2 separate regions of the Mus musculus genome follow, and region 2 is linked to region 1. Evidence: chromatin contacts called from public Hi-C data. All regions are on one chromosome and are shown on one strand. Each heading gives the region's core, a stretch centred on a gene start, on an enhancer-like site or on the middle of the called end of the contact. The rest is flanking DNA. Distances are from core to core; before and after follow the strand shown. Region 1 overlaps Fndc3b (fibronectin type III domain containing 3B). Region 2 has its middle 26 kb from the start of Gm42194.

Region 1 (3,145 bases), core at 93-2,592:
CAGAGAACAATTTCTTGTTAATGTCCAGTTTACATTGAGGAAGTTGAAATTATAGTCTCCCTCCCTCAGCCTGTGAACCCCAGTTACGATGCCGTTCACTGCAAGGGGCAATCTTAGTTCCCTGAAACCTGCCATGGAGTTGTTGAAAAGAGATGGCAGCCAGTGCTTCACCTAACAAATACTCTGAAAGGACAAATGCTTTGGAAGAAACAGTAGGTTCTGCAGGCTGAGCCACGGCCTGGGGGAGGGGACAAATGAGGAAATCCAACGTGAATCCTGCTCAATGGTGTCATTCAGAGTCATGGCGCACAGTGTCCGCCAATGACACCATTCCCACACTCTGCTGGAGGAGAATGACAGAGCGAGGGAGGGCTGAGGAAGAAAAAACAAGGGAGAAGGATAGTTGCTCGCTGTAAGGGACTCTGAGCTTCAGTATCTGTGTGGTTCTATGGTCACTTCTGTTTCCCTCCACAGGCTGCTGTCACTTCAAGGTCTTGAGCCACTTAACACAAGTTAGCAAAATAATGTCATTGTGAAAAGAGAATAAAATTGTTCTGGACACAATCATTAGCAGTGGAGCGCCTTTAGACGGTGTGTTTAGTGCAATAGTGCAATAACGATGCTTTCTAGGCAATTCAATCTGGTTTTGCTCAAACTGTCATGATAATCACCTGCCTTTTTTTTCAGGGCTCAAAACATGAAAAATTCATCATGAAATGAGGGTCATTATAACAGTCCTTCAAAATTTAAAGATGCTTCACTGGGAATGTTGGTCAATGGCAGAGTGCTTGTATAAAACACTAGGTTCAAGCCTGAATCCCCCAGTGGTTGGGGAGGGGGAGGGAGAGGGAGGGAGCAGGAGGGAGGAGAATGGATGTGCACAGGAGCAAGTCAGGAAGAGGACGAAGTGACTAAGTGTTTCTCTAGAACAACCAACTGGCTTTGAGTATTAGTGTGATTTAACATTCCGGGGAGTGGAAAGCAGGTTCACACAAGGTAATTACACTCTCACTAAAACAGTCAAATGTAAAGGACTCACACTTGGCATAGCACAAACTAGCCAGGAGTCCACTCAGTAACCATGCTGCCCCGGCTGGGAGCAGGGTGGAGTAGAGCAGTTTCCTGTCTCTGCTGACGTCCTAGTCTAATCTAAGGGCTAGGGAAAGCCTGGCTTCCATTACCAGCCTATGCTGTGCCCCCTCTACCTGCTCCTCGCTAGCCCAGAGCAAAGTCAAGGTGGACGACTGGCAGCGGCCCAGAAGGCTGGCTCTAGGAACAGACAGACCTAAGGCTTTCCAGGAAGTGGAGTGTTTGTTTTGGCAGAAGGCTTCTGCGGAGAGCAGAGAAATGGCCCAGATAAAGAGATGGCATGTGTGGACAGGAAGGAAGGCTACCTGCCAGCGCCTCGGCTCAGCCGGGGACACGAAGAGAACGAGATCCACACTGCCCTGTATTAATTCCTGCCTGGACGCCAAGGCCAGAATTCACACTGATCACTGAGGCCCTTTCCTCTGACAGCTGTTATACAATTTTGTCTGGCCAAAGAAGAAAAACTCTTCGGTTTCTGGTGTAATGGGTACAGTGCGGTCTCCGAGGGACAGAATGCTGTGCCCTTTGGTGGCCCCCTCCAACACTTATGATTCATAGTTCACGGAAAGTATTGAGAAATATTCCATCAGAATTGAATCTGCTTTCACAGCGTGTTGTATGTTTCCTGTGTTTTTCTTCCTTCGTTATCACCAAGGACATTCCCATAAAAACAAAATCTTTTCCCCCCTAAGCAACCATATTCTTCAACATTAATCTGTGCTCGGCTTCCAAGCTGCTGTTTAATGATGTCATACAGAGTTTCTTTTTTCAGTTATGCCATAATGATGCACAGAGGAAGTTATGTGGCAAATCAGCTAAAGTGTAAACAAGAGGCTGACCTCAGGATGATTTCAGAGTTTTCAGAAAGGGCCAGCAAGCAGTTCTAACCTTTTCTCACTAGCAAGCAAGGAGGCGTCTGCTCAGTCCCAGAATCTACATTGAAAACTGAGGCAAGGTAGGACACACATGTAATTCCAGTGCTGGGGGGTGGGGAAAGAGACTGTAGATAGCAGGGCCACTGGAAAGACAGCCTCGCCTAGGCAAGCCCCAGGAAAAGGTGGGGAGACCTGCAGAATGATACCCAAGCTTGTCCCATCGCCTGGGTCTGCACACATGGTCACACACAGCCACAGATATCTACTAGCACCCATGTGAACATGCAAGCACACAAACATACACACACACGTGAAGGGAAACTGTCCCTCTTGGTCCCAGTACTCCACCGCTGTACCCCTCCTTTCCCAATAATGAGAATGAAGTCCTAACTTGTAAGCTAAGTCTAACCATGATGCTGGGCAAAAGGAATTTAAGTTGTAAACCAGTATTTCTGCTTCCCGTTATCTGCTGTCCTGAATCAACAGGTGCAGCACAGTTCCACTAGCAAGCTAAGAGGCCCCAGCTCCTGGATAACTCTTGTAACGTGCGGGACGGAAAACCACACGGCAGTCTTTGCCTCTCTCGGGTCATGAGCTCTCAGGACATGAAGCAATCGTCTTGGGCCTCAGGTTCCTCATGTGTCTGTCACACTCACTAAAGGAGAACAGGCACAATACAGCCCAAGAATGGAATAAACGATACAGCAACAAGAATGAAATCACAATTAATAAAAGGAAGCCACAATACCAGGTGCCAGAAGTCGCACTGGACAGCTGGTCCCCACATCCTATAGGACTGTACTCAACACATGATCAACAGATCACAGTGGCACTCCACTGAAGGCCATTGATTGCATTTTATGCTGGAGGGGCTTGCCTGGGCTCTCCTTAGCTTTGGCCCTGGGGGTAAAGCTTATGGTTCTGCCTGCCAGCAACTTGCCTTCCACATTTCTAGGGTTACCCAGCTGCCCTGCCCTCTCCAAAACCCTAGCACAGCATGTGGTTCCTGGTCCCTGTAACTCTCATGCTGTATGGTGTCATTGCGATTAACTGGGACAAGGACTGCCAAACCCCAAATAAAGATAACTATAGAGTCTTAGACTCCAGAAAAGAACAAAGAATAGGAAGGCTGGGGCGGCCAGAGATACACAGACTTTATCCTTCTGCTTTAGTCAGAGGCA
Region 2 (3,272 bases), core at 642-3,141, 140 kb after region 1:
CCCTATCCCTGCGGAAATTTTTTTGTTACTTTTTTTTTTTCTTCGAGACAGGGTTTTCTCTATAGCCCTGGCTGTCCTGGAACTCACGTTGTAGACCAGGCTTGCCTCGAATTCAGAAATCCACCTGCCTCTGCCTCCCGAGTGCTGGGATTAAAGGCTTGTGCCACCACGCCTGGTTCCTGCGGAAATTTTTAACCAGTTTGATTTTATGCAGTAAATCCCAGCTGCTGTGAGTTTGTGATATGATAGCCAGAGATGGAACTCCACAACATACTTCCCCATCCTCTGGCTGTTAGGTTCTCTCCATCCCCTCCTCCGAGGTGTTCCCTGAGCCTCTAGGGGCAAGGGTTGCTAACATAGGTGTCACATCTGTGGCAGAGCATATGCAACTATAATACTTTAGTAATTCCTGTGTGATCACCAAGATGGTAAGTGCAGAATGGAGTTCACGTCTCTAAATTGCGACTCAGGCTCAGCTTAGGGAGTTTCATGAGGTTTTTGTTCTTTTGCATTTTGCTTTCTTGAGATCTTATGCTCTAGGTGTGCTGGCCTAGGGCTCACTCTTAGCAAGATGACCATTTGTTACTGTGATGACCAAAGTTCAATTCCCCAGACCCACCTGCAGGCACCTGGCACACACCACACATCACACACACACACACACACACACACACACTCACCATACACACCACACTACACACACACCACCCCATACACACCACACACACACACACACACACACACCATACACACCACACACCATACACACTACACACACTCTATACACAACACACAGAGTACACACCACACACCATACACAGATTCATGCACACACATACATCACACACCATACATACCACATACCACACATACTATACACACCAAACATACCTCACACACACACACCACACCACACACAACATACACACACATCACACATCATATACACCACGTACCACATATACCAAACATAACATACATACCACATCCACACACCATACACCACAACACATCATACACACACATACACACACCACACACAACCACAAACACCCCTACACACACACCATTATATACCCCCCACACACACATACACACACACACACACACACACCACAGACACACATACACACACACATACACACACACACACCACACCACAGCACACACACACACACATACACAGGAAAGTAATATGATTTACATATGGGGTCAATGCAGGTGTTAGCAGTTTAAGATGAAGTTTTGCTTCAGCAACATCATCATCAGATTGAGCCCCTAGTACAGTATCACTGCTAACTCCCATACACAATGGAAGATGGCCGAGTTAGACAGAGACAAAGAACACCACATGACAACGTGCAGAGACAGTGTTTGCAAGGAGTGCTGTACAGTATATTTCCCTTCTAACCTCTCCCCTCCCCTCCCTTTTCTCTCCTTATGACAGGATCTTGCGACATAGCCCAGGCTGGCCTGGAACTTGTGATTTTCCTGTGTCTGCCTACTAATGTCTGGGATGGCAGATGTATGCTAACACACCTGGCTATGACGTAACTACTTGCGTGTTTTCTTTCTTCTTCTCCTTCCTTATCTTCTCATTTCCTCCCCAAGGCATTTTTCTTCCTTTTTCTCTTATGTAGACATGAACTTCTGTTGTGTCGCATTTTGAGTTATTGCTCCTATGACTCTAGTTAGAAGTTTCTGGGCTCAGCCTATCAGGCCTGACTAACAAGGCTAGACAGACAGAAAGACAGATAATTAAGCTGAGCTAAGAGTTAATTGTCCAGATCGATCATCTACTGTTACATAAGAAATTCTCCCGCCCCCAGATTAGCAACTGCAAACAAATACAATGTCCCTGTGTCTGAGAGCTGGGTGTACTAGCTGGCTGGCTGACTAAAGGTCTCTCCTGAGGTCATGGTCAAGCTGTTTGCAGTGAGGTCTCTGGAGCTGTGACTGAAGCTAGTCGGCTCCTCCTAAAGTGCATGGAGGTGGCTGTTGTGGCGGTCTTCACTTCCTTCCCAGGGACCTTTTCATAGGACTGCTATGACAGGGGTTTCCCCAGAGCATGTGACATACGGACAGTGAGCAAGAAAGCAGCAATCTTTCAAAAATTCATCTGGGACCTGATGATGATTACTTCTGTCAGATCCTTCTGGCCAACCAGGCCGACTTTAGCCTACAGTGGGAGGGAATGCACACAGCTCGAAGCACCTACGAGGATTGTTGAGGCTGTTTTTCATGTTGTTTTTTTCAAGGTCCCCAGGAGGAACAGCACGGGCATGCGCTCGGGACTCTCACAGACGTGCCTGGATAGTTAACAAATGTCACAAGGGTTCCTCCATCACTGTGACAATTGAAGGTACTCTGGAGCCGTTTCTGTATGACGTCTTGATCTCTGCTTGATGTCATATGTGACAAAGAAGAGCCTAGGCTCTGGACTAATATGAATTTAAGATTAGTTTATATTTCCAGAAACACTAAAACCTATGGTTTTGAAGTCACTAAAGGTTGACTGTCCTGTAACATGGAGGGTTGAAGTCACTAAAGGTTGACTGTCCTGTATCATGGAGGGTTGAAGTCACTAAAGGCTGACTGTCCTGTAACATGGAGGGCTGTACTAGTAGTTAGGAAAGGAACATCTACCATTCCTGAGCAAAGGCCTGGCTGGAGCCACTGAAGCGTGTAAACTTTAACCTTCTGTGACGAGGAGATGGAACTTCCTATATCATCTTACCTCCTAAGACTCAAGCCATGCAGACAATGTACAGCTCTATATGAGCTCACTCCTTCCAAAAAACCTGAGTCCCCCAGCCTTGGAGGCATAAAATTCCTGCCTGGAAGGCCACAGAGGCCACTGATCGCCTTGGACCTTCATCGATGAGTCAGGTCTCTCCTAAGACATTTGTACGGGACACTCTTGCTTCTTCGTGACGTTTCTTTGGCTGTGAGATAACTTCTGGACTGTGTCGTGCGGCCATTTATGTATGCCTCTGCTGAGTGGCCTTCCTGGGTCACTGCTGTTTTTAGAGCTCCTTTGCCTTTCTCCATGCCCCCCACTGTCCTGCTTCTCCTGGTCACACTCATATTCCCTTTGAGAAGGGAATCATCCCACCCATCACAGTCCTCTGAACACTGTCTCATCTTCCCTGATGCTGGGTTCACTCCAGAACATGGTGTTTCCCCTCAGCTTTGATCTTTGTTGTTGTTGGGTTGTGTTGTTTTTGAGACAGGGTCACACTTAGTACTGGCTGGTCTTGAACTCACTGTAT

Evidence for each region. A called contact is a pair of places that touch in the nucleus more often than the background predicts.
Region 2: a contact with region 1 is called in a Hi-C map of liver, with 2.3 times the contacts expected there. The contact joins two enhancer-like sites. A contact is called at or near these places in 3 of 484 Hi-C or Micro-C datasets (liver and macrophages) and 1 of 115 datasets of contacts at active chromatin or transcription factors (microglia).

The regions. Positions count from the first base shown.
Region 1 is chr3:27,615,394-27,618,538 of GRCm38.p6, forward strand. All of the region lies in intron 3 of Fndc3b (fibronectin type III domain containing 3B), which reads right to left. Among named protein-coding and RNA genes, the nearest start is that of Mir3092, 32 kb to the left of the region's middle. Within about 2 kb of position 1,343, at least 164 of the 459 cell types and tissues checked have an H3K27ac peak or open chromatin away from gene starts, as enhancers often do. A contact at or near this core is called in liver, where this site is marked.
Region 2 is chr3:27,749,925-27,753,196 of GRCm38.p6, forward strand. No RefSeq gene overlaps it. Among named protein-coding and RNA genes, the nearest start is that of Gm42194, 26 kb to the right of the region's middle. Within about 2 kb of position 1,892, at least 20 of the 459 cell types and tissues checked have an H3K27ac peak or open chromatin away from gene starts, as enhancers often do. A contact at or near this core is called in liver, where this site is marked.